Regions from separate parts of the Mus musculus genome. Here regions 2, 3, 4, 5, 6 and 7 are each linked to region 1. Evidence: chromatin contacts called from public Hi-C, HiChIP or PLAC-seq and promoter capture Hi-C data. All regions are on one chromosome and are shown on one strand. Each heading gives the region's core, a stretch centred on a gene start, on an enhancer-like site or on the middle of the called end of the contact. The rest is flanking DNA. Distances are from core to core; before and after follow the strand shown.

Region 1 (3,254 bases), core at 230-2,729:
TCCACAAGGCTAGTTCTCTTAACTACTAAGTGATCTCTCAGTTGAAGAATGTTAAAGGTCAAGCTCTCAGTGCAAGAATTTTCCCTGCCATCAACGATAAAAAAGGACAAAGGGTAAATTAGCAAGAGAAAAGATGACATTTGTATAATAAACATCTTGTTTATTGGTTTTATTGCCTGCTCCAGGAAGGATGCTGGAGACAGATAACATCTGTTCTAAATCCCTACTGATTGAATTACCTGTATCTGCACCCTTGTCTCTGTTAATTTTATACTTTATGGTATTGCTGCACTAATGGCATTCCATTTGGCTATGTAAAACACTTGCTTGCTCTGCTGGTCAAGTAACAAAAAGTGTATAAAGGGGACAAGGATGCTCTTACAGCACGCATCCCTCTCCTACAAAGAGTGTCACGTTGGTAATAATGCCCAGTGGCTGTCTTTCAGGTCAGCCTGTTTTGCAAAGTGAACGAGTGATCTCATCTTCGCGGAACACTCTTTTGACCTTCAACAATGAAATAGTTCTAAAAAGCTATGGCTAGCTGGACATAGTGGAATAAGTGTATAATTCCTGTATACAGGAGGCTGAGGCAGGAAGATAGCTATGAATTTGATGCCTTCCAGGGCTACAGAAACCACGTCTCAAAACAGAGCCAAAAAAATCACTGAAAACTTTAAAATTAAACAACGATAAAAAGCCTTTGGTGAAATTTATTTGTAATCTCTGATAGGAAGTGATAAGAATCTTGTTCTAGGGGATTGCCCGGTGGCTAGAAGCACTCGTTGCCCTTACTCAGGACCAGGACTCAATTCCCAGCATCCACATGGTGGCTCATGTCATCTGTAAGTCCAGTTTCAGGGACTGGACTTACTTGCCTGCTTCTGACTTCCATGGACACAGCCAAAACATTCATACGTATCTTAGAAAGAAGGTTTTATAAAAGAATGTCTGTAGCACTTACAGGACCGTTACACTAAGTATAAATTTGTACCATATCCATGTATCAATATACTTAATATGAGGCACTATTAACAAACACTATTAGAAAGGTGCAATTGTGGGGATCCTTTCACTTATGTCACTCTCTCGCACAATTCCAGAGGGCAAAATTCGGGTAGACTTAGCTGCTGAGCCCAATGAATGAATAACAAAAAAGATCGAGATGATTCTGTAAGTATCGAGCTAGATAATCTCACAGGAAAACCTGAGATTACTGAGTATAGGGAGGGCCATAAAGGATTATTACCTGAAACATTCCGCAGTTTCTAGCGAAACCAACCCAACCCTACCCAAAATACAAGAAGAAAAAAACCGGCGGGAACAGACTGGCGTTTGAAAACCTGTAGGGAGCAGATGACGCCTGCGCACTTTGGTGCCTTCTAGACGCCACTGAAACAGCGGACGCCTGACGGCGCGAGGCCTCCTGGGAACTGTAGTGTGACCCTCTCCTGTGCGCGAGCGCCGGACCCCGTAGAACTCAGTTTCCCGGCAGGCCCTGCGGTGAGGCCGCTGGCGGGACCGGAGCTGCGGCGCTGGCAGCGGGGTTGACCTATCCTGTTTGTGTGGGTACGCTTCGTGGCGATGGCCTCTTTCGTGACAGAAGTCTTGGCCCACTCGGGGAGCCTGGAGAAGGAGGATCTGGGCACCAGGATCAGCCGCCTGACCCGGCGGGTGGAGGAGATCAAGGTGAGGGCGGGCCACAGGCTGCTGCCGCTGGGGAGAGCCGGGTGCGGAGCCTCCTGAGTTGGAGGCTCAGAAGTGTTGGGGGGCTGTTTGGAGCACGGCCGCAGAGCGGTTGGAGACCAGGGCCTGGGATTGTGAGGAGGAAAGGCCGTGGCTGTTTAGTGGTGGGGAGTGGGGCCAAGTTGGGCAAAAGTGAGCCGCTGATGGAGAAGACTGAAGAAACCTGCGGAGCCGGAGGTGGGACTGGAAGCCCGGATGTCCACTTAGGACAGGACAGCCGCCCTATCTGTCATCTCTACCCACTCCTTCATTTATGGATGGATGTAATAATTCTAGGAAAGTCGCGTCGTTCTCCTCGGATTTTCTTTTAACTGGTTGAATATGTTTATAAAAGTATTACTTCACGCACGGAACTTGAGGCATGCTGAGGGCTGATGAGCTGGTACCGGCATGAATATGCAACTCACAGCCATAGTTTTACTTCGTATTAGTGCTACCTGGCAAGCCAGGTCTTCAGTGGCTTTCTTTGAAAATGACGTGTACCTCACTAAGTCTGGACTTGGTAGGCGCTACCTAACAACTTTCTTCTTCTTCTTTTTTTCTTTCTTTCTTTTCTTTTCTTTTTTTTTTCCTAGACAGGGTTTCTCCGTGTAATAGCCCTCGTTGTCCTGGATTCAAGCTTTGTAGAACTGGCTGGTGTCGAACTCACAGAAATTCGCCTGCCTCTGCCTCCCGAGTGCTGAAATGGAAGGTCTCCACCATCCCACCCGCTCCTAACAATTTTTGATGTTAGAGTTCTTAATTTTATGTATTCATGCCACTGGCATTTCTGTAGTGTGGCTTACGGTTTTTTGTTTTTTAATGATCTAGGATGAGGACATTGCACTAGTATTTGTTTCATACATAAGTTTGAATCTTCAGTCAACTGAGAACTACTTTCTGTGCCTCAAGCAGGCATAGTCCTTGCACCTCCAGCTTTTTACCACTTTAAATGTATTTCTACACACACACACACACACACACATACACACACACACACCTCTTCCATCTCAGTTGTAGCCTCCTGCATAAAACAAATGCCTGACTTTTCTCCTGAGTCTTCTCTTTTGTACTGGGATGCTTTGTAACTGCTGAAGTATTACACTTCAGCCCCGTTTTTTGGCCAGTTTGGAGAATAGTATCTTTCCTACATAAAAGGAATTAGTTTATGGGCAAGCATAATTTACATCGTGCAGCGTGTTCAAGAAGATATTAAGTTGCTTTGAATTAAGGGAGATAACAAGACTCAATCCTTTATAAAAATTTATTTTATTCATGTGTGTATGTCTGTGGGCGCATGTGTGTGGTAGTGTGGGTGTGGAGGTCAGAGGACAGCTTGTGGGAGTCAGTTCTTTGGTTTTACAGTGTGGGTCCCGGGAGTTGAACTTCGGTCATCAAGCTTGGTGGCAAGCACCTTTACCATTGGAGGCATCTCCCTAGCCCTCTTATCATTTGAGAAGTTTTAAAATGAAAATTTTGTAACCCAGAAGATGGAAATTAGTAAATTAAGCTATATAAATTATGTATTTCTA
Region 2 (3,254 bases), core at 496-2,995, 1.8 Mb after region 1:
AGTATGACAAATGTGTCTGACACTAAAGCCAAGCCACGCTTTGGGAGTCTGGGCTTGCTGGCCCAAGCTCAGCTTCTCTAGGCTTTGCTCTGCTCATGCCTCCAGTTTCTCCCCCTTTTTTTTTTTTTTTTTTTTTTTACCTTGTTTAGAGCCATTGAGACTGTAATTGCATGGTACCCTCTGTCTTCCATTTTGTGCATAAAAACATATTTTTCATTTAGCTTCCACCTCTGTTCATTTCTTAGGAGCCCAGAACAATGAAAGCTGTGCTGAAACTCACGCAAATACGGGTGCTGAAATCCTGTGCAGGGCTGATTCAGGTAGTCCCTGGGGGCCAGCTAGATGGCTCAGTGGATAAAGGCATGTGTCACCAAACCTGACAACCAGAGTTCAGTTACTGGAACCCACTTGGTAGAAGTAGATAACCCACTCCGCAAGCTGTCCTCTGACTACACTTGTTCAGTGGCTCATGTGTGTACATACCACACATATACACAGTTTTTGTAATTAAAAAAGATAGCCACCCCAGCAGTCCAGACCATGCCTTAAGTAAGTGAATCTAAAAATTATCAAAATAAAACGAGAGTCTTCAAGCATTCATTCGTGGACAGAAGTTGAAAAAACAAAAACCGCAAACTGAAGTCTGTTGGTTCTCAAGCTTTGACTATGAAAGGCTATCTCCTAGTAGGCATCCCATGCTTTAAAAAGAAAAAAAAAAAAACTTACCTCCTAAGTTGCATTTATTAATGACAATTTCCTTAAGGCACAAAATAGTGTCATCTGAGAACTTGTGACAGAGCTACCAATCTAAGTTGCTTATATCTAAGTCGAAAGGAGAGATAGTTACTTTGTGCCATTCCATAGGGCAAGTGGAACATTTTCCATTAAGTTCTGTGTAAAAAGGCCCAGGCCCACCTCCTCCTGGAGTCCTTTAGGGGGACTCCTGGAGGTCTAGGGAGGCCAGTTTACACCCGCACCGAACTGGGGTGAGTAAAACTGGGCCCAGTTATGTTAGGTTGTTGTGCTTCTTGGTAAAGAAGGAAAAAAAAAGAGAAGACAATACAACAGAAGGCGCCATTCCAGTACCACACTGAAAAGAAACACAAAAACAAGAGAGCAGCATGTTTTGAACAGCTTGCGTGGAAAAAATATTGACTGGGGAGTTTGGACAGCACTGTTCATTTTCTCTCACCGCCCTCATTATTTGTCTTAAGGAGCAGGAGCCAGCCACGATTTTGGCAAACAGGCCAGAGGAAGGTGTGTGTGTGTGTGTGTGTGTGTGTGTGTGTGTGTGTGTGCGCGCGCGCGCGCGTGTAGAGGCTTGTCGCCCAAGGGGAAATTAAGACCAAGACCCAGTGGCTCAGGGCCAGCATGAAGCCTGGGGGTGGGGGTGGAGGTTGGGGTGGAGGGGGAGGTGTTAAAGCTTCTTCCTCCTGGCCTGTCTCTGAGTTCTACTTGAGGCTCGGCATCCATCATTAAGGCCCGTCTCCTTCAGAGCACAGCAAGGAGACGATGAATCCCTGCCCTTGTTTCTTTCGGCTGGGGAAAGGATGCAGGGGTTCCATTGGTTTTTTCGGCCCGCCCTTCTTCTGGAGTTCAGACCTCCAGTTCCAGCAATGGGGGTCAGGCCGGAGCCTCCACGCGCAGGGAAAAAACTTGATTCCATCAGTTCCTCGGAGCCGGCTGATTGGATTTAGCCCCGCCTGTTTGTGTGTGGGGCGTGGCCTGAGCGCGGGGCGTGGCCTGAGCGCGGGGCGTGGTCTGGGCACGGGGCCTTCGGCGGCGACCAGCCAGAGGAGGAAGAACATGGCGGGCGCAGCAGGGCCAGGGTCCGGTCCGGGGGCAGCGGGTGGAGATGGAGACGATTCGCTCTACCCGATCGCGGTTTTAATCGACGAGCTCCGCAATGAGGACGTGCAGGTACTAGGCTGGGCTGGGGAGCCGAGGCGAGGGCGGAAGCGCACATGGTAGGGAAGCGGAAAGGCCGGCTCAGCCCTGGGGGCGACCCCCGGGGTGGCAGAGTCGTATTCAGCCCCGGGACGGAGGCGTGGGGCGGCGGGTGCGCGGTGGTCCGTCTCAGCTCCGCTGCCCTCCTCCGACCCTCTGGGGTGGTGGCGTCCATCTGCTCCCGGCAGTGGGCGGGGAACCGGTTCGCACCTCGGGTGGACCAGCGCAGGCGGGCTGCGGGGCCGCCGGGAGCGGAGGAGCGGCCCCCGGCCCCCGTTCCCTTTGAAGTGATGCGGAGTGTCCGTCCCCGGGCAAACTAGCTGGGCTGGTTGGGTGGAAAGAGCGCGGCGGCTGATTAACCCAGATGAGTGGTGCATCAGTTGTGATAGAACTTTTCCCTGAAAAGGGAGGAGTTGTGCTTAACCGTTTCTTTCACCCACTTCTCTCCATCCAGAGTTCTCTCTTTTCAGACCCTCTCATTGTCCGCGTGTTTTCATTCATTCGTTTCTTCCCCGGCCCTTCAGTGTTCTCCCTAAGATAGCTTCTGGCTAATGACGTGTTAAACGGTCCTTGAGTTTTCCTAGGATTAAGATCTAAGTGAAAGGCTCATTCATCATTATACTGTGTCCCAGTATCTCACCTATTTGCTTCTTTGACCAGAATTGCAATCATCTCTTTGCTTTGTTCTCCCTCCCACTTTGTTTTTAAAGCTCCGTCTCAACAGTATTAAGAAGTTATCAACTATAGCTCTAGCACTCGGGGTAGAAAGGACTCGAACGGAACTGCTGCCTTTCCTTACAGGTTTGTGTCCCTTGAAAGATACACGCTCCATTTCTATTGGCTTTTAAACTATTTTTATTTAATTTTCTTAGTTTGTTACCTAGAGTAGCGATAAGTACTAGACTGAGCCTTGCCTTCTGCAAGGTGTATAGAAATGCTACATATAGTCAGACATACTCAAACATAAACCGTGTAGCTAGTGGGAAGGTGATTGATGTGAAATATGGATTTCTTTGTAAATGATTTATTTTATATGCATTGGTGTTTTGCCTGCATGTGAAAGTGACAGATCCCCTGGAACTGGAGTTATAGGCAGTTGTTAAGTTGCCATGTGGGTGCTGGGCATTGAACGCTGCTTCTCTGGAAGAGCAGCCAGTGCCCTTAACCACTGAGCCATCTCTCCAGCTCCAGGATGTGAGTTTCTTAATAATTGTGTGAAACATTCAGGAAGACTTGTGGTAGTCATCTATAAGATGGAACACAGCTCCAATATAGCTCCAATATAGGAGCTAGAGAAAGCACCCAAG
Region 3 (3,254 bases), core at 419-2,918, 1.7 Mb after region 1:
ATTGAACTCAGGACCTCTGGAAGAAGAGTCAGTGCTCTTAACCACTGAGCCATCTCTGCAGTCTAGAACACCTGGACTTTTAAGTCCTATTTTACAAGTTAACTAGACTACCTTTGACTAAGAAAACTACAAAGTTAGCAACTGCCGCAAACAACAGGTGGTGGTACAAGTCAGCTTCCCAGAGAGTTCTCCTTTTTGAGTACAGTTTGGGGTCTGTGCTCTAACTTGCTGGGACCACTCATGGCAGTTTAGTCTATAGGTCACTTTCTCCCATATTTCTTTGCAAATTCTTGAGCATCCTTACATTTTTTTATGGTCTTTTGAGTATTCTTTAGCTAGGTCAGCCCAGGGTGGGTTCTTGAGATGGGAATCATTCATTAGTAATGAGAAATGGAATACTTGGCCTTTTTCCGAGACAGGGTCTCTCTGTGTAGCCCTGGCTGTCCTGGAATTCACTCTGTAGACCAGGCTGGCCTTGAACTTAGAAATTTACCTGCCTCTGCCTCCCAAGTACTGGGACTAAAGGTGTGTGCCACCACAGCTGGCTATACTTGGTTATTGTGGTGGCTGGTTTTCAGTTTTTAGCTAACTACTTCCAGATAGACACGCCCATCTGATCAATGTTAGAGTGCTAGATTGTCTTTTCAAACGTGATTTTGGGAGGAAAGTTGATTTTTCTGAAGGTCACCTGATCAGGATTGTCAAGGACAAAAAGCCCTTACCAAATCAATAAAGTAGCTTCATTTTTTCTCAAATGAATTCAAAGTTTTTCATTTTACATTTTGAGACCTCCTGCTGGCTGTCATTTAGTGGCTTTCTATATTCTATAATATATTTCTATATTCTCAGAATAGGGTCTAGGCTATTAAATGGTTAAAACACTCAATTTGGTCTGGCTTCCTTTTTAACTCTACAGTGTCACCTGCTAGTCCGTCTCCCGGCCAACTGTGTTCAACCAGTCAAACATAACTTTTTTTTTTTTTTAACTATGATTTTATGAACATTGTTCCTTCTGCCTTTTTAATCCTTTTTACCTAACTAAAACGAGCTCCCCTCCCCCAACTAGCTTTCAGCTCAGGCTAACTTCAGGGAATCTATGTCTCCCTTCCCCAGCTTCGTAGGGCTTCCCCTTGTGTATGCTTCATTCATAGTATCCCGAATTCCTTCACTCACGGTGGGTACACACCCCATTCTATTCGAGTTGCCTCTTCTGCTGTGTGCATTTGTCATCTGACAGCAGGCAGGCCACTTCCAGTTCATCCATACACCTAGTTGCTCTCACAGTGCTATGGAACAAGACAGGCGTTCAATGTTACTTCTTGAAAATAGGATATATAAACACCTGGAGATATGTTGAGTGGTTGAGAGAACAGGAGACAGCCATGTCAGGAGATGGTGCAGTTACAGCGTCCTGAGCCTCTGGAATACGCAGGACTCGTCTCACCCCTCAGTTAGTGACAGTTATGCTTCAAGCAAGAATGGCGAAGACGCTCAGGGCCGTCCGTGTTGGGCCGTCCGAGTACTGAAAAGAAAACGAGCCTTTGGAGGCGCACAAAGGTGAAGGGGCAAGGCCAAGAGCTCCATTTTACTTCCCCGCTCGAAGCTCCCGAGCAGTAGCTCCAAATGTTTATCCTGGTAACAAGCTGTTGATGCGTCATCACTTAGTGCCGGGTGGAGTGGGGAGGGGAGGGAGACGAGGCCCACGCGAAGGAAGTGACGTAAGAAATGTGCGCCCCGGAGAGCGCCGGCAGGTAAGCCGGAGGAGACCATGCTTCCCCGGCGCCTCCTGTTGGTCGGGGAGGGGAATTTCTCCTTCGCCGCTTCTCTGATCGACGGCCTGGATCCCAGCGTCAGTGTTACCGCTACCGGCTTCCAGCACCGGGCGGCTCTGGAGGGAGATCCGGTAGCGCTAGAGAACCTAAAGCGCCTGCGCGAACGAGGTAGCAAGTCCCAGCCCGCCCCGAGGGCCCGCCCGGAGCGTAAGGGTGTGGCTCGCGCGGGGAACTCGAGGGCGCCTCCTGGGGGCGCTCAGGCGGATGCGCGTGTGTGCTCAGGTCTGGGCTGGGCTGCATTGTTGGCAACCCAACCATGCATTGAGTGGTGGTGTTTGTCCAGGTTTACAGATCTTAAGACGTCTTTTGGTCTCTATTTCACGCCTTTAAACCTTGCCAGGTGTCGAAGTGCGTTTTGGTGTGGACTGTACCCAGCTGTCACATGCCTTGCCAGCCGACGATAGGGATTTTGATCGAATTTATTTCAACTTCCCGCACTGTGGACGAAAAGCTGGAGTAGCTAAGAACAGGGAACTGCTTGCCAAGTTTTTCCAGAGGTGAGGCAAGACGAGTCCTGGCATAGAAAATGTTTCCAGGTTCCCATAACCAAATCACTGCACACAAACTTTGTCGTTGGGGAAATAAGTTGCTAGAATACACGAGGAAAGAAGATAAAACCCAGAGAAAACCATAATCTTGTCTTAAAGATTTACGTATAACCCTAGATGTTAAAGTATAAATTACAAGGAAAAGGCAAGTTTATTTTTCAAAAATTAGTGTGTGTATGAGTGTGGCGGTCAGAGAACAACTTACAGAAGCGGGTCCTCCTTCCATCGTGTATCCAGGAGATAGAACTTTGGCTACTAGGCTTGGTGGCAAGCACCATTACCCAAATTGTGTGTGTGTGTGTGTGTGTGTTTTTAAATATGGATATGGGTGTTTTGTCGGCATGCATGTCTGTGCAACAGTTGTGTGCCTCCTTAGAGGACATTGGTTCCCCTGGGACTAGAGTACTGATTGGTGTCGCCATCATATGGGTACTGAAAATTGAACTTTTGAACAGCTAGTGCTCTTAACTGCTGAATCTTTCAGCCCACCTCAAAAAGGTTTTAAAAAATGCAAATCGTAAGAGTCAGTATAGCTTGATGACGACAAGATTGGATTTAAGAGTCACATGGCCTAGGTTCAAATCCTAGCTCGCTGCTTACCAGTTAAAACTGTCGTCAGGTGTAGCCCTTACCTGCTTCTCCTCCCACCCCAATCTATAAACTGGCTATTAATAGCAGCTTAAAGTGATTATGAATTTAAAATAGTACTTTAACATCAGTATTCCAAACTGTATTCGGCTCCACTGGGCTATAGGTGTTGAGAAACTTTTAGCAAAGGCAGTATTTTAAGTGGGAGTTGAAGTATAGATGAGTGTGTATGGTGATTATTAGAGCCAGAGCCTTGTGCATGGTGATAGTGCTCAGCCCAGCCCTG
Region 4 (3,254 bases), core at 538-3,037, 1.7 Mb after region 1:
CCTCCATGTTCTCAGTGTTAAAATGAAAATTGTTAATAGAATTTAAACATCATGGAATTGCTAGTAAGGATTAAATAGAGTGGTGTAAGATATTAAGCATGACTCCTAACATATTATGAGCATCAACAAAAGACAGACACAAAACTTGCCTGCAATCCCAGCACTTGGGAGGCAGGGGCAGAGGGACTACCACAAGTTCAAAGCCAACATGGTCTATGTAGTGAGTTACAGACCAATCAGGGCTACAGATCAAAACCTCCCTCTAAAAATAAGTAAATCAGGGCTGGCTGTAATGGTACAGGCCTTTAATCCTAGCACTAGTGAGGCAGAGTCAGGCAGACTATTGAGTTCAAGGCCAGCCTGGTCTACATAGAGAGCTCCAGGACGACAGAGAGAGAACCTGCCTTAAAAATCAAACAAAGAATAAATAAATATACATGTAAACAAATATACACTTATAGGCAGGGTCTTATTTATTTGTCTATTTTTAGTTTTTTGAGACAGGGTCTCTCTATGTAACCTTGGCTATCCTGAAATGGCCTGCCTCTGCCTTTCAATAGCTGGGATCAAAGGCATTCACTACCATGTTTATCCAAGTTTCCTTTTATTGCTGACTTCTGTATCTGTCACTTCCTGGTACCCAGCACATGCTCAGTTGATATTTGTTTAATAACCAACTAGATTAATAAACTAGCAGGCACAGGACTGGAGTCTAGTATTGTTTTCAAATTTTAGGTGCTTTCCAATGTATCTCACTTTTCTCTCTACATGTGATGTTTACCTGTAAATAAGTATTCTTTGAACTCTGACCCAGACATGGATCATATAGCTAAGAGGCAGCTGACAGGATGAAGCCATATTTGGGAGTTTGTAGTGGTGGTGAACACCCTGGGGGGAAAGTTACAAAAACCACAAATAATCTATTATTTGGTGGGGTTTTTTGTTGTTGTTGCTGTTGTTTTTATTTTGTATTTTTTGTTCTTACTAGCTTTCGATCTCTAAAACCAACCTATGATACAAATAATAGGGACTGTATATTTTTAAAAAAATCGAGGACCCAGTGAATTGACTGGACTGCATGAGGCCACACAGCAAATAGCATGAAAGTTATATTCACAGTTCCAGTGGATTCTCTTCCTTCCCACTTCTGCAGTTTCAAACAAACATTTGTCCAAATTCAGTTGCTCAATCCATGGTCACATCTCTGATTACCTAGTGAGGAAAGTATGGGCCCTGAAGTCTAGCCTCCGCGCTTGGAATCTTGTTTTACCTGCTAAGCTACTAGCCATGTGACTGACACTACCTTCTCTGAGCCTCCGCTCCTTAACCGGCCAAGATGGGAACAACGGTAAGACCACTCACTCACAGAAGACCTGGGACAATTAACCCAGATTAGAAAGTGACTGCACATAGAGAGCACTCCAATGCTCCCGTTATTATGATCTGCGGAAGAATAAAAAAGGAGAGAGCATCGGAAGGAAGGAAAGGAGAGAAGAGAGAAACCAGGCTGGCCCACCGGTGCAGCCAACCTCTGGCCACTCTCCAGCTTGCTGTGTTTTCCAAGCGTCCTAAGGCACCGCTCTCTGCTCCACCTAGGACGTGGCAGGTGGAGGAAGGCACGGACGGTCTCCAGGCTGTCTGATTCTCAGGGTTTCATATCCACCACCGGAGGCGGTCCCCTCCACCTTTCGGCCCTACTCACCAGGTTCCCCCACAGCAGAGCCGGTTTCCCATGGCGGTTGTGTCTCCCAGGGAGCCCAGCTGGTTTTCAGACATAAAGAGGTTTGCGCATTTCCTGGTTCCCGGCTGAGCGAACGGCAACGGCTCCCAGGAAGTCTGTCAGGATCAGATTTCAACCGAGTAGGTTGGACCTTGGAAGCCACCTGGTGGAATGATTCCCAAGTGACTGTTCGCAGCCAAAGGGCAGGAAGACACACGGGCTCCAGGTGAGAGTTATCTCACCTTAGGGATTTGAAACTCCTTTTGATGAAGCTGCAAGCTTCGATTTATAAAGAAACCTGAGATACAAAAGGGCTCTGAGTTTCCATAGGAAATGTGTCTCTCTGTATCGCACGGCCTTTGAAATAGACCCTCCATAAGGGAGTCAAAGCTCGGCCACTACGTTTGCCCTACCACACTCAGGTTTGAGTTTCACTGTCAAGGTAATTGGTACTAGTTTCTGATGTCCTCAATTTGGGTTTGAATCCTAGAGGCTTTTGGAACCTGAAATGTAGGAAAATGGAATGCTCTCATATTCCCACGACTAGAATTAATAATGTGCGCATATCTCCTAACCATTTACCATCTAGATTTCCAGCACACCAAGGCATAAGTACTGAATGTATTACTTAATCCTCTTTCTGGTATAAACCAGATGGCTAACTGATTGGCACGGAGCACTCAATGTTCTCTCCCCAGTCCAGGACCATGAAATCTCTACTTACCCCTGCTTGTAGCTTCTGCTTCCAATGACCCAAAATTGGATTCACTCTTCCCTGGCCAGAAACTATGAGGCAGCTGAATGAATTCCCCTGAGACAATATGTTACCAGGTTGAGTATGGTGTATACCTCCTGGCACTCGGGAGGCAGGAGGATGAGGATCTCTGAGAGTTTGAGGCCAGCCTGGGCTACAGGAGCAAGTTTCAGGACAGCCAGGAATTCATAGAATTCATAGAGGTACCCTGTCTTAAATAAACAGAAACAAACAAGAGAGAAAGAAAGGAAAGAGAGAAGGGAGAATATGTCTCTAAGAAAATCTTTGAAACCTGCAATTCCGATCTTCAATATTTTCTTGGCATTTTGAGTATTGTCCTGGAATATTCATAGTCAGCCCTGAACTCCATGGAGTACACTGGATTCTGAATTCCTCCTCATCTTGGGAAAAACGGGCCTGAGAGTGGCCACTTCATAGGGCTGTGATAACTGAATGAGGTATGTGTGTACAAAGCTTCTGAACAGGCCAGACGCATGGGACGCCCTCAGTAAGTCTTAACCATTGTTACTACTATTGTTCTCAGTGATCAGATGGCTAAGCATTGTATTCTACTATCTCATGTTCCAATCCTGCAGGCCATTCCGTATCCTACTATTAACTACATTCCTTTCATCCTGTAACCTGCGTCCCTGTCTCAAAAGCCAGTAATAATTTCCTATCACTTACAGGATAGAACTCTCAAAGCCCTTCATAATTTGCTTCACTTCCATCCAACCTCTTTGGCAGCTTAAAGGATCTTACCCAGATTTTTAGAGGGCC
Region 5 (3,254 bases), core at 299-2,798, 1.6 Mb after region 1:
AGTCCCTCGGTGACATCCATGCACACACAAAGCAATCCTAGGGCGCTCATTCCTCTTTTAGACTAGTATAATATTTGTATAGAAACTATGCTCCTGTGTATTTTAAAATAGGACTGTTTTTTTAGTCAGGTTCTTAAGTGGCCTCGGCCAGCCCTTAACTCATCTTCTTACTGCCACCACCTGCCAACAGACATGCTCTTCCAGTTAGGATGAGTGAGGGTATTTAGATTAATTATAATACTTAAAACTATGCAAATGTTATGTAAATGTTACGATGGAGATTAAAATAATGACCAAAGTGGGAAAGGTCTGTACGTGATCGATACAGATACAATATGATTCCCCAGACATTTTCGGTTGGCCTTTTAACCTATGGGGATCCCCGAGTTTGGACTCTACCCCAACTCCTCAAAATCAAATTCCTTAAAGCCGTAACCTGCCCCCAGGCTGCATGGACTCAGGCAACGGGTGTGTTAGTGTCCCGGCTAGAAATCAAATCTCAAAACTCCCCAAAATTCGCTTGCAAAGATATAAACACGAAGATTTGAAGGCATCAAACACCACGTATGTCAACAGTAAAAAAATAAACTGAATTGTAAAAAAGTTTTTAGATGACCTAAATATCTCTACTCAGGACATTTTGTTTCCTACACTGTACGGAACTTTCCAAAACCCAGAAGACAACGATATTCACATGTGTAGCTAGCAGGGGCTTGGTGCCACTGTCCCGATGCTCACTCACCCCTCGATCCTGAGGAAATCAGGCATCCTGTTAGTGTGAGACGAAGAACCACTCCATTACAAGATCTCCTCCGACCCAGGAAGCCAAGGAGTCAGGGCTGAAAGGCAGCTCTGCAGCTTCACCCGAGTCCTTCGTGAAAACGCAGCCTTCCCACCGGTTACTGTGCCCTCCTCACCCGAGGCCCAGGCTACGGCTGCCTTCCCCCAGCCGAGCCCGCCCGGCGGCTCGCTCTCGGGGACCCAGGCCAGAGGAGGCGCAGGCGCGGAAAGCGGCCTGCGGGCGGGCGGACCGGGGCATTCCCCGCTCTCGCTGGGCTGGGCCGGCGCCCGGCGGCTCGCTTTCACTCCCGGGACAGAATGGGGACACAGGGCTTGGGCACGGCCTTCCGTTGGGCCCCAGGAAGTATCTAGAGTGCCTCGGGGGGAGCTTGAGGTTTCCAAGGGGACGTGGGGGAAAGCGCCCCCATGTCTGTCAGCGGGCTCCCTGCCCCGCCGCAGCCCCGGCGCTCTCGGCGGCCTTCCCTCGCAACGCCCTCCCGACACAAACACACACACACACACACACCCATACCGTGCGCCGCAGCCTCGCGTGGCGGGGTGGGAGAAAAGGTGGCGGCTTCCTTCCGGGCCGGAAGTCGTGCTCCGGAGAAACGCTTCCCTCCCACCGGAGACTCCCACAGAGCGGGCTCGCCGGTCGCCGTGGAAGCTGACGGGTGCAGGAAGGAAGGCGGCGCTCTCCCGAGAGACAAGCGGGACGGCCTGCGGAGGAGCCAGTCCGGACCCGGAGAAGAGAACCGGAACTGGATATAGAGACACAGCTCTACTTTGCGCTCTCCGGACCCAGTTAGATGGTGTACCGGGACTGGTTACCATGGTAACCGGAGTCGCAGTTTGTCGGCAAACTGAGAGAAGACGTGCGCGTTTCCCCCACGTTTGGATTAAGTGTGTATTCGTTGTTGATTTAATCTAACTTTAATATATAATTTGAAGACTCTAAACCTCTTTTTAAAAATATTGGGAACTTTCTCTTTTGCAGAAGGAGGGTGATTGAAGGAGGGCGGAATCTTTGACTATTGCTCTCACATAATGTTCCAGCTTTAAATATTAGTGTTCTTAATCCTTATCTTTTTTTTAAAGATTCATTTATTTATTATATACAGTGTTCTGCATATATAGCTCTATGTCAGAAGAGGCGCCAGATCTCATTATAGAATTGTGAGCTACCATGTGGTTGCTGGGATTTGAACTCAGGACCTCTAAAAGAGCAGTCAGTGCTCCTAACCGCTGAGCCATCTCTCCAGCCCCCTCATCTTTATTTTGAGTATATACACTGCTTGCTCAAGGCAACATAGATGTCTGAAGTTTGCAAGAACGTAAGCATACTGGCTCCAGTGCGCCTACTTTTAACTACTATACTGTCTGTCTATGTATCTGTCTCCCCCGACCCCAGTCTCTCTACCCGTCTTTCTTTCACGCACACACACACACCCCTACCTCACAATTCCAGGTCTGGAAGGCACCAAGTCAGCCAATATCCAACTATTGGAACAAAAGTCCTTTCTGTTCCCTCTGTATTTATGAAGACCAGACGGAAGTACAGGTACAACGTAGGAATTTAGGAAGTGGTTCTACTCACAGACTGTAGGAAAGCCAAGATAAAGCAGTATGGGTGTGCAATCTTTTAGTTAAGACCCGCAGCACACTTGCAAAAGCCTTCCTCCTTCCCTGAAAGAAGAAACAGGGCAGTAAATACCTTACATGCCTTTTCTCAAGTCCTGTCTCTCTGCAGGTTCCAAAGGCCTGTCTCATCACCATCATGACGGTGTCCTCAAAGGGTCTTCTTACCCACATTTCCCAGTTCTGGAATATGCTCGATGATTTGGCTGAAAATGACCCCGAGCGCTACCGGAACTTCATTCAGCAGGAGTTGAAAGATGGCAAACAGCTCTGTGTCAACCCAGAACCTCAACTCTGCATACAGACCAAGATCCTAGTATGTAGAACTGATGCAAGGAAGGAGAGGTCTTCAGTAAAACTACTCTGGGTTAGCCAGGGGATACAGTAGCCTTTTCTAGCGCTACTTTAACACAAGAGAAGTTTACTAAAACTCTCTGAACAGAAAATGAAACCACATGGAAGATTTCACTGAAGGAGTAAAAATAAGAAATTCATACTTGGTATTTTAGAAATCCCCTAATGCAACTTTATTGTCCTGATAGGTGGAAAATAGTGCTATAATTAATTAAGGTTTTTTAAATGTATTTTATATGTGTGTGGGTTCAAGAGAGTGCATGTGCAAGGACAGAGGATGACTGGGGAGCAGGCTCTCGCCTTCGATGAGGTGAGGAAAGAATTCAGGCCATCAGCCTGGAGCCAGGTGCTCTGATCCACTGAGCCATCAAACTGGCCCAGAGGCAGTGAATGTATGTTTGTTGAGACAAGTCTCTTTAAGTAGTCCTGACTGTCTGATGCTATGTAAACCAGGCTGGCCTTGAACTCTGAGATCCTCCTGC
Region 6 (3,254 bases), core at 301-2,800, 1.5 Mb after region 1:
TAGAGTAAAAGTACAAGCTATACTTAGACTGTATCTACTCTGAAGAACACACCAAAAAGAGAATTGGTGCCCTCGGCCTTTATTCCTTGTAATTATTACCTTCTCCGCAGCCCAGAGTGACAATGTGCCTCTGGCATGAAAGCAATATCCCATCCTTTCAGGCCAACCAAGGAGAAAATCCATCCTAATACTACTTGGGAGGCTGGATGGCCCAGTGGTTAAGAGCACTTGCTCCTGTACCAGAGGACCCAGGTTGGTTCCAGACTCAACCTTCTGCAGCCCCAGTTCCAGAGATAATCTGGTGCCCTCTTCTGGTCTCCATGGGCACTGCATTTAGTGTGTGTGTGTGTGTGTGTGTGTGTGTGTGTGTGTGTGTGTGTGTGTGTGTGTGTGTGTGTGTGTACACTTCTGCACGCACACACGTGCATGCATACACACATAGAAGAAATAACTGCATCAGATCCTCTGTGTACACATTATGGCTATTAGGTTGGTGTTTTTGTGAGCCTCTTAACAGTAGGAACGGGTGTATCTCTGACACTTTTGCCTGTTCTTGAGACTCTTTTCCTTCTATTGGAATGCCTTGTCCCAGCCTCCACTAGGATTTTTGCTTTGTCTTATTGTAGCGTGTTTTGTCCGTCTGGCTAGCCTCCCTTGGAGGGAGAAAATGGAGGGGGACTGGATCTAGAGGAGAGCTAGGAGAAGGGGAGGGAGGGGAAACTGCGGTTAGGATGTAGTCTATGAGAGAAGAATCTATTTTCAATTTTAAAAGCTTAAAGAAAAAAAAAAAAGATCTGGCTTCGGGACAGGGAGATGGCTCAGCGGGTGAGGTGCTTGATTCTGAGCCTGTTGACCTGAGTTGGGTCCCCAAAACTCACACGGTGAAAAGAGCTGACTCCTGCAGGGTGCCTTCCGACCTTCACAGGAGTGTGTTCCTCCCTGCATCTGAGCACATACAAGATAAGTGGCGCACGCCTTTAATCCCAGCACTCAGGAGGCAGAGGCAGGTGGATTTCTGAGTTCGAGGCCAGCCTGGTCTACAGAGTGAGTTCCAGGACAGCCAGGGCTACACAGAGAAACCCTGTCTCAAACAAACAAACAAACAAAAAGTAAGTGCTTAAGAATTCTTTTTTTGGCTCACTGTGTAGTCAGTTGAGGGCCAGTCACTCTGTGGCTGGAACTCTGGAGTGCCTATGGCACTGTCACCATTTAATCCATCTCACGCTTTAGCTCTGTGGTGGGGAAGGAGTCTCTAAAGCACTGCAGCCCGCACTTCTTGGAGCTCTGCACTTTACACTCGCTGTCGCCAGTTTGCTGTTAGCCCTGTGGTCACTTTGAAGCTCCTGCCTTTGGGTCATGTTTAACCTTCCAATTGGTTACCAACTGTGTAGCCTATACACTGACTCTTAAGGCCAACGCTGGCTCACTTTGAATCTGGCCACAGAAAGCCAGCACTTAAAAAAACAACAACACAAAACCCATACAGGGAGCTGGCAGGCTTTCACCACAGCACCTGAACTCTGCCTTGGTAGTCTGTAATTAGTTACTTATTATGTATTGTTTGCATTGCATGTGCTTATGCAGTTTGTAGGGTAAACAGTGGGTCATTTCACCTCCACCCTGTGGGTCCCGAGGCTCAAATTCAGGCTGTCATGCTCAGCAGTTAAATAACCTCACCTGCCGAGCCCTCTCGTCCTCCTGTATCTTTTTTATTATATCAGCTTTTCCTTTTAGTGGCGTGTGGTTCATGTGTGTCACAGCACAGCTGTAGAGATCAGGGAACAATGGGAGTCACCTTCCCACCACGTGAATCCCTGTCAGGCTTGGCAGCAGGTGTCTTTACCCACTGAGCCATCTCTCCGGCCCCTTTTCCAAGCCCGTGAGCTCTGATCATGCCGCCTGACATACTGATACAAATGGTTGCCCTTTCATGGAAACCCTTCCCGGCCTTGCCGCCCAGGCCATCCTCCGGGAGTGAAATGTACAGTGTGGTTCATCAAGGCTCACAGTCAGCGCACCCAGAACACAGACTGAGAAAGCTTGGCACTCACCCGAATGATAGCACAGTTCTAACCCCTACCACTCCACCTTCATGCTTAAGCTGCCCGTTTCTGCCCATCATGAGCCCTTTCGTCCCGTGGCATTCTATGTGAACTACTCATTTGCTAAGTCACACAAAGCTAAACTCAGTTCTAATTCCCAATTGTGGATGTACTTACTTTTAATTATTGTTTTTTGGGTTTGTTAAGTAAGGGTCTCACTCTGTAGCTGGCTTGGAACTTACTGTGGTCTACGTTGGCCTCAAACTCCCAGCAATCATCCCCCAGACTCGCAGAGAGTGGGATCACAGGCATCTACCACCATACCTGGCATAACCCTGGTTTTTTGTTGTTGTTGGGGTTTTGTTTGTTTTTTGTTTTTTCGAGACAGTGTTTCTCTAAGTAGCCCTGGCTGTCCTGGAACTCACTCTGTAGCCCAGGATGGCCTCAAACTCAGAAATCCGCCTGCCTTTGCCTCCCAAGTGCTGGGATCACAGGCATGCGCCACCACTGCCCGGCATAACACTGTTTTAATGAATAAAACTACAGCCTGCCTGGCAGGCCACTACTCAGGCTAGTCAGATGGCTTGAGCCCAGGATTTTGATGCTAGCCTGGGCAACAAACTAAGGCACCATTTGAAACTAGAACAAAACAAGTGAGTTTTGTGGTTTCACAACTGTAACTCCAGCACTTGAGGGGCAGAAACAGAAAGATTGCAAAGTTTGAGGCCATCCTGGTCTACCTACAGAGAATTTCAGATCAGTATGAGCTTGTAAGAGTCTATTTCAAACATGTAAGCACCAACCAAAACCCAAATATTAGAGAATACTAGCACATAAAAAAAAAGTACAATGTATTTTCATTATATAATATTTTATTTAAAAATTTTGTTTTTTCAGAGTACACTTTCTTTCTCATTAACAACTCCCACGGTGGGAAGACAGTTTATCACTTAGTCTTATACTTTTGGACAGCTCACTTCTGCACAATTGAGATACATTTGAAGAGTAGTCTGTTTGCAATCTGTCATATTTTAATCCACAAACAAGGAGAACTCCCTAAATTGAACTTGTCTAAATCCAGCTTTCCTCAACCTCCTTCCTAAGACTTAGACAAATTAGTCATTGAGAGCATCTCCTGATTAAATGTTCCCTAGAAGCAGAGCCATCAACAGAGCTGGTGTCACCTGAACAAGAATGGGAGGTTCCAAAGGG
Region 7 (3,254 bases), core at 457-2,956, 1.5 Mb after region 1:
TTCTCTTTTTTCCTTAGGTTTATTTATTTATTTTATGTTTGCGAATGCACTGTTGCTCTCTTCAAACACACCAGAAGAGAGCATCAGATGTCATTACAGATGTTTGTGAGCCACCATGTGGTTGCTAGGATCTGAACTCAGGACATCTAGAAGAGCAGTCAGTGCTCCTAACCGCTGAGCCGTCTATCCAGCAAGGAGAATATTTGAGAAAGTCATATATTTTGATTAATGTGTTTTTAGGCTTCCCTTCTTTTCTTTCTTTCATTGGGTTATAGAGGACAATTTTAAGGTTTGTCCCCCAAATAGAATGTATTGGCTATGACCCAGGTGAGTTTTTAAAATTCTAATGTAACCTGTTTTTCTCCTCCCCAAAGAAATCAAGGTTGTATAAACGAGATCTACTACCTGGGTCTCCTTCCCTGGTTCTTATTAAAGGAACTACACTGCAAGGTCCTCTAAACTAAATTAGGCAAAATCTAAATAGTGTAATAGGAAAATAATGATTTAAACTTTGTAAGTAAAATGAAATAATAGGAATATTTTCAAATTAAACATTTGGCCTAGAGTGGCATGATTTCAGAGCTGCTAGGCCAAGGGGATTGCACTATTGCCGGGTGGAAGACAATGCCCTGGTGGAATCATCTGCCCCCGTCTCTATGGAGTAAGTTAAACCATTGCTTACATATCTCAGAAGCTCTTCCACCCAGCCCTAACTCTAACAAGTTACCTAAGCTGACCTTGAACTCACTCTGAATTACCCAAGTGGGCATCCTGTCTCATCTGCCCTTGTAACTGGTGTTACAGGCCTGTGCCATCACTCTGGATTACAATGCTATTATTAAAGCATTATTTTATCACGGTGTGTGCATATGCATGAAACAGGTGTGTGGAAGTCAGAGCACCACTTTTGTGGAGTCACTTCCTTCCACCTTTATGTGGGGTCTGGGAATTGAATTCAGGTCTCCAAATATGGATGGCAAATCCCCAGAACCTTCTCCCCAGCTACATAACACTACTGACGTCATACTTGCTTTATTTCCTTTTTGCCTTTTTGAGACAGGGTCTCATAAAACCCATACTGGACTACAACTCACTGTGTAGCTAGGAATAACCTTGAACCTCCTGCCTCCACCCTGATCCCCTGGCCTTTACCTACCCAAAGTGATTACTGGTGTACAGGAACACACCCCAGTTTAAATATTTTCTTATCTGATAACAATGTTACCAAGGTATTAAGGAGCCTTGTTACTATTTGTGATATGAACAATCTCTAGGTGTACAAGCGAGAGGCAAGAATACAGTGTTAAGGCGACCAAAGTGCCACCATGATAAGACGTGAGGAGAATGAACTTCTCAAAGCATGGTTAATAGTGCTGAGAAGTGGGTGGGAAGAAGGCATGCATTCACCTTCATGGCTGTCAACATGAGCACCCCGAGAATGGTGCCCTTGTTACATCATTACATCTACTACCTAAGAACAAAATAATCCTGGAAGCACGTGGGCTCTTTAGAAACACAGTCCTTTCTGAGAACTGTGACCACACTTAGTGAAACCTCAAGTCTTGGTCCCCCAGCCTCCCTGCTCCCTAGCCCTCCTCCCCGGTCACTAGCCCTCTAAGCCCTCCCCTGCCCTTGACGAGGCTGTCCTCTGCTCATGCTGCACTGGGTGACATCACTGTGAAACCTCCAACAGCAGCACAAACCAGATCCTCCAGCCTCTGCCATGCTTTGTCTTGCCCACGGCATCTGAGTCACTGGACGATAGGAGCTAAGTTTTGTTCAGCTTCTAAACCCACAACTGACTCATATTAGAGAGTGGTTAAATGATAAACAAGTTCAAGTATTGTGGGAAAGAGTTTTTTGTTTCTTTCTCTGTTGATATTCCAATTTTTTAATTTTTTTTTTTTCCCCTTCCCTTTCTCCCTCTTGCTCCAGCCCTGCTCACTCCTGTCCCCGCTCACTCCTGTCCCGCTCACTCCGGCCCATAGGGTTTTTTTGTTTGTTTGTTTGATTGATTGATTGATTGATTGATTGATTGATTGTTTCTCTTTTCAGATAGATGGTTGTGAGCCACCTTGTGGTTGCTGGGATTTGAATTCATGACCTCCAGAAGAGCAGTGAGTGCTCTTAACCACTGAGCTATCTCACCAGCCCTGTTATTCCAATTTTTAAAGGGCTACACAGAGCCATGTACAAGCCAGCCAAGCTCCCAAACACTGAGCCACATCTCTAACCTCTGGTTTTTGTGACAGGGTCCCACTATGTAGCCCAGGGAGGCTCCCCTCTAATTTGTGACCCTATAGCTTTGGCTTCTCAATGTTGAGACTGCAGATGTGTATCACCAGGCCCATCTAGGAGTAGTTAATTAATAAATTATTTTATATGTACAGATATTTTGACTGCATGTATGCCTACTGCCTGTTGAGTCCATGAGAGGGCGCCAGGTCTCCTGGGACTGGAGTTAAAGATGGTTGTGAGCTACCATGTGGGTGCTGAGAATGGACCTGGGCCCTCTTGAAGAGCAGCCCGTGCTCTTAACCATTGAGCCATCTCTCCACACATAGGAGTGTTTTTCTAGGGTAACTGAATCCTTCTCTAAGGTCATTCACCTAATAACTAAACACTCACTACAGTAAATATTAGTCATTTTAAAATCCAATTTTTGTCCCTGGTGTTTACTGTATTCCAGACAAATCACTTTTGAAAATGTGTAATATATATAATATATATATGTATATATATTATATATATATATATATAGAGAGAGAGAGAGAGAGAAGACAACATGAGCCATTATCTCACTTGTGATGAATCACTAGAGTCCTGCCCTTCTACTCCTTCTTCTAAAGTCTTCCTTCTACTCTCATATTTTTTTAAACCTAGATTTTGCATCTGAGAAAAATATATTTGTCATTCAGAGTCTGGCTGACTTCACTTAAGACGGTGACTTCCAGTTTCAGCCATTTTTCCATCTCTAATGTAATTCTTCCTTTTTACAGCTGAATAATACTCTGTTGTGTAAATATACTACATCTTTATCTACTCACCTGCTGATGGGCACCAAGGCTGATTCTATAAGTTAGTTGGCCCTTGTGAAAAGTGGCATGAGTAATGCAGATAGGCAGGTATCCCTACTATGTATGACTTGATCCCTACTGTGTGTGGCTTGGATTTCTTTAGGTATATACCCAGGAGTGATATACCAGGTTAATATGATAGTTCTAATATGAGATACCTCCATTTTGATTTCCATA

What was found. Promoter capture Hi-C pulls out the DNA fragments that hold promoters and counts their contacts. A called contact is a pair of places that touch in the nucleus more often than the background predicts. HiChIP or PLAC-seq counts read pairs in DNA pulled down with a chosen protein or histone mark.
Region 2: a promoter capture Hi-C map of pre-B cells shows a contact between it and region 1, with 6 times the contacts expected there. The contact joins the promoter of Ppp2r1b here to the promoter of Zw10 in region 1. A contact is called at or near these places in 2 of 39 promoter capture datasets (liver and pre-B cells).
Region 3: a Hi-C map of B cells shows a contact between it and region 1, with 7 read pairs. The contact joins the promoter of 1110032A03Rik here to the promoter of Zw10 in region 1. A contact is called at or near these places in 7 of 39 promoter capture datasets (cranial neural crest, embryonic stem cells, erythroid cells and 4 more), 1 of 484 Hi-C or Micro-C datasets (B cells), 3 of 115 datasets of contacts at active chromatin or transcription factors (astrocytes, embryonic forebrain and large pre-B cells) and 2 of 9 other capture datasets (adipose tissue and liver).
Region 4: a contact with region 1 is called in a promoter capture Hi-C map of embryonic stem cells, with 3 times the contacts expected there. The contact joins the promoter of 2310030G06Rik here to the promoter of Zw10 in region 1. A contact is called at or near these places in 8 of 39 promoter capture datasets (the C10 cell line, cranial neural crest, embryonic stem cells and 5 more) and 3 of 115 datasets of contacts at active chromatin or transcription factors (embryonic forebrain, extraembryonic endoderm stem cells and stem cell-derived neural progenitor cells).
Region 5: a promoter capture Hi-C map of embryonic stem cells shows a contact between it and region 1, with 6 times the contacts expected there. The contact joins the promoter of Nkapd1 here to the promoter of Zw10 in region 1. A contact is called at or near these places in 11 of 39 promoter capture datasets (3T3-L1-derived adipocytes, cranial neural crest, embryonic stem cells and 7 more), 2 of 484 Hi-C or Micro-C datasets (LSK cells and embryonic stem cells), 13 of 115 datasets of contacts at active chromatin or transcription factors (astrocytes, differentiating embryonic stem cells, embryonic forebrain and 7 more) and 2 of 9 other capture datasets (adipose tissue and embryonic stem cells).
Region 6: a contact with region 1 is called in a promoter capture Hi-C map of liver, with 5 times the contacts expected there. The contact joins the enhancer-like site here to the promoter of Zw10 in region 1. A contact is called at or near these places in 11 of 39 promoter capture datasets (the 3T3-L1 cell line, 3T3-L1-derived adipocytes, the C10 cell line and 5 more), 2 of 484 Hi-C or Micro-C datasets (LSK cells and embryonic stem cells), 13 of 115 datasets of contacts at active chromatin or transcription factors (astrocytes, differentiating embryonic stem cells, embryonic forebrain and 7 more) and 2 of 9 other capture datasets (adipose tissue and embryonic stem cells).
Region 7: an H3K27ac HiChIP or PLAC-seq map of the NIH/3T3 cell line shows a contact between it and region 1, with 14 times the contacts expected there. The contact joins the enhancer-like site here to the promoter of Zw10 in region 1. A contact is called at or near these places in 5 of 39 promoter capture datasets (cranial neural crest, embryonic stem cells, frontonasal cranial neural crest and 1 more), 5 of 115 datasets of contacts at active chromatin or transcription factors (the NIH/3T3 cell line, embryonic forebrain, embryonic stem cells and 1 more) and 1 of 9 other capture datasets (macrophages).

The regions. Positions count from the first base shown.
Region 1 is chr9:49,054,102-49,057,355 of GRCm38.p6, forward strand. It overlaps Zw10 (zw10 kinetochore protein), which reads left to right and starts at 1,480. Exons shown (of 16, transcript NM_012039.2): 1 at 1,480-1,686. The coding sequence starts at 1,582.
Region 2 is chr9:50,855,179-50,858,432 of GRCm38.p6, forward strand. It overlaps Ppp2r1b (protein phosphatase 2, regulatory subunit A, beta), which reads left to right and starts at 1,746. Exons shown (of 15, transcript NM_028614.3): 1 at 1,746-1,920; 2 at 2,658-2,748. The coding sequence starts at 1,807.
Region 3 is chr9:50,766,516-50,769,769 of GRCm38.p6, forward strand. It overlaps 1110032A03Rik (RIKEN cDNA 1110032A03 gene), which reads right to left and starts at 1,669. Exons shown (of 4, transcript NM_023483.4): 1 at 1,343-1,669. The coding sequence starts at 1,384. Fdxacb1 (ferredoxin-fold anticodon binding domain containing 1) reads left to right here and starts at 1,723. Exons shown (of 5, transcript NM_198675.2): 1 at 1,723-1,940; 2 at 2,173-2,329. The coding sequence starts at 1,769.
Region 4 is chr9:50,744,740-50,747,993 of GRCm38.p6, forward strand. 2310030G06Rik (RIKEN cDNA 2310030G06 gene) reads right to left here and starts at 1,788. Exons shown (of 4, transcript NM_025865.3): 1 at 1,703-1,788. The coding sequence starts at 1,734. It also overlaps a transcript of Cryab not described here.
Region 5 is chr9:50,615,916-50,619,169 of GRCm38.p6, forward strand. Nkapd1 (NKAP domain containing 1) reads right to left here and starts at 1,549. Exons shown (of 6, transcript NM_212449.2): 1 at 1,313-1,549. Pih1d2 (PIH1 domain containing 2) reads left to right here and starts at 1,406. Exons shown (of 6, transcript NM_028300.2): 1 at 1,406-1,683; 2 at 2,531-2,734. The coding sequence starts at 2,558.
Region 6 is chr9:50,593,446-50,596,699 of GRCm38.p6, forward strand. Sdhd (succinate dehydrogenase complex, subunit D, integral membrane protein) reads right to left here. Exons shown (of 4, transcript NM_025848.3): 4 at 2,895-3,254. Among named protein-coding and RNA genes, the nearest start is that of Sdhd, 8.8 kb to the right of the region's middle. Within about 2 kb of position 1,551, at least 56 of the 459 cell types and tissues checked have an H3K27ac peak or open chromatin away from gene starts, as enhancers often do. A contact at or near this core is called in erythroid cells and liver, where this site is marked.
Region 7 is chr9:50,568,640-50,571,893 of GRCm38.p6, forward strand. All of the region lies in intron 2 of Il18 (interleukin 18), which reads left to right. Among named protein-coding and RNA genes, the nearest start is that of Tex12, 9.0 kb to the left of the region's middle. Within about 2 kb of position 1,707, at least 33 of the 459 cell types and tissues checked have an H3K27ac peak or open chromatin away from gene starts, as enhancers often do. A contact at or near this core is called in the NIH/3T3 cell line, where this site is marked.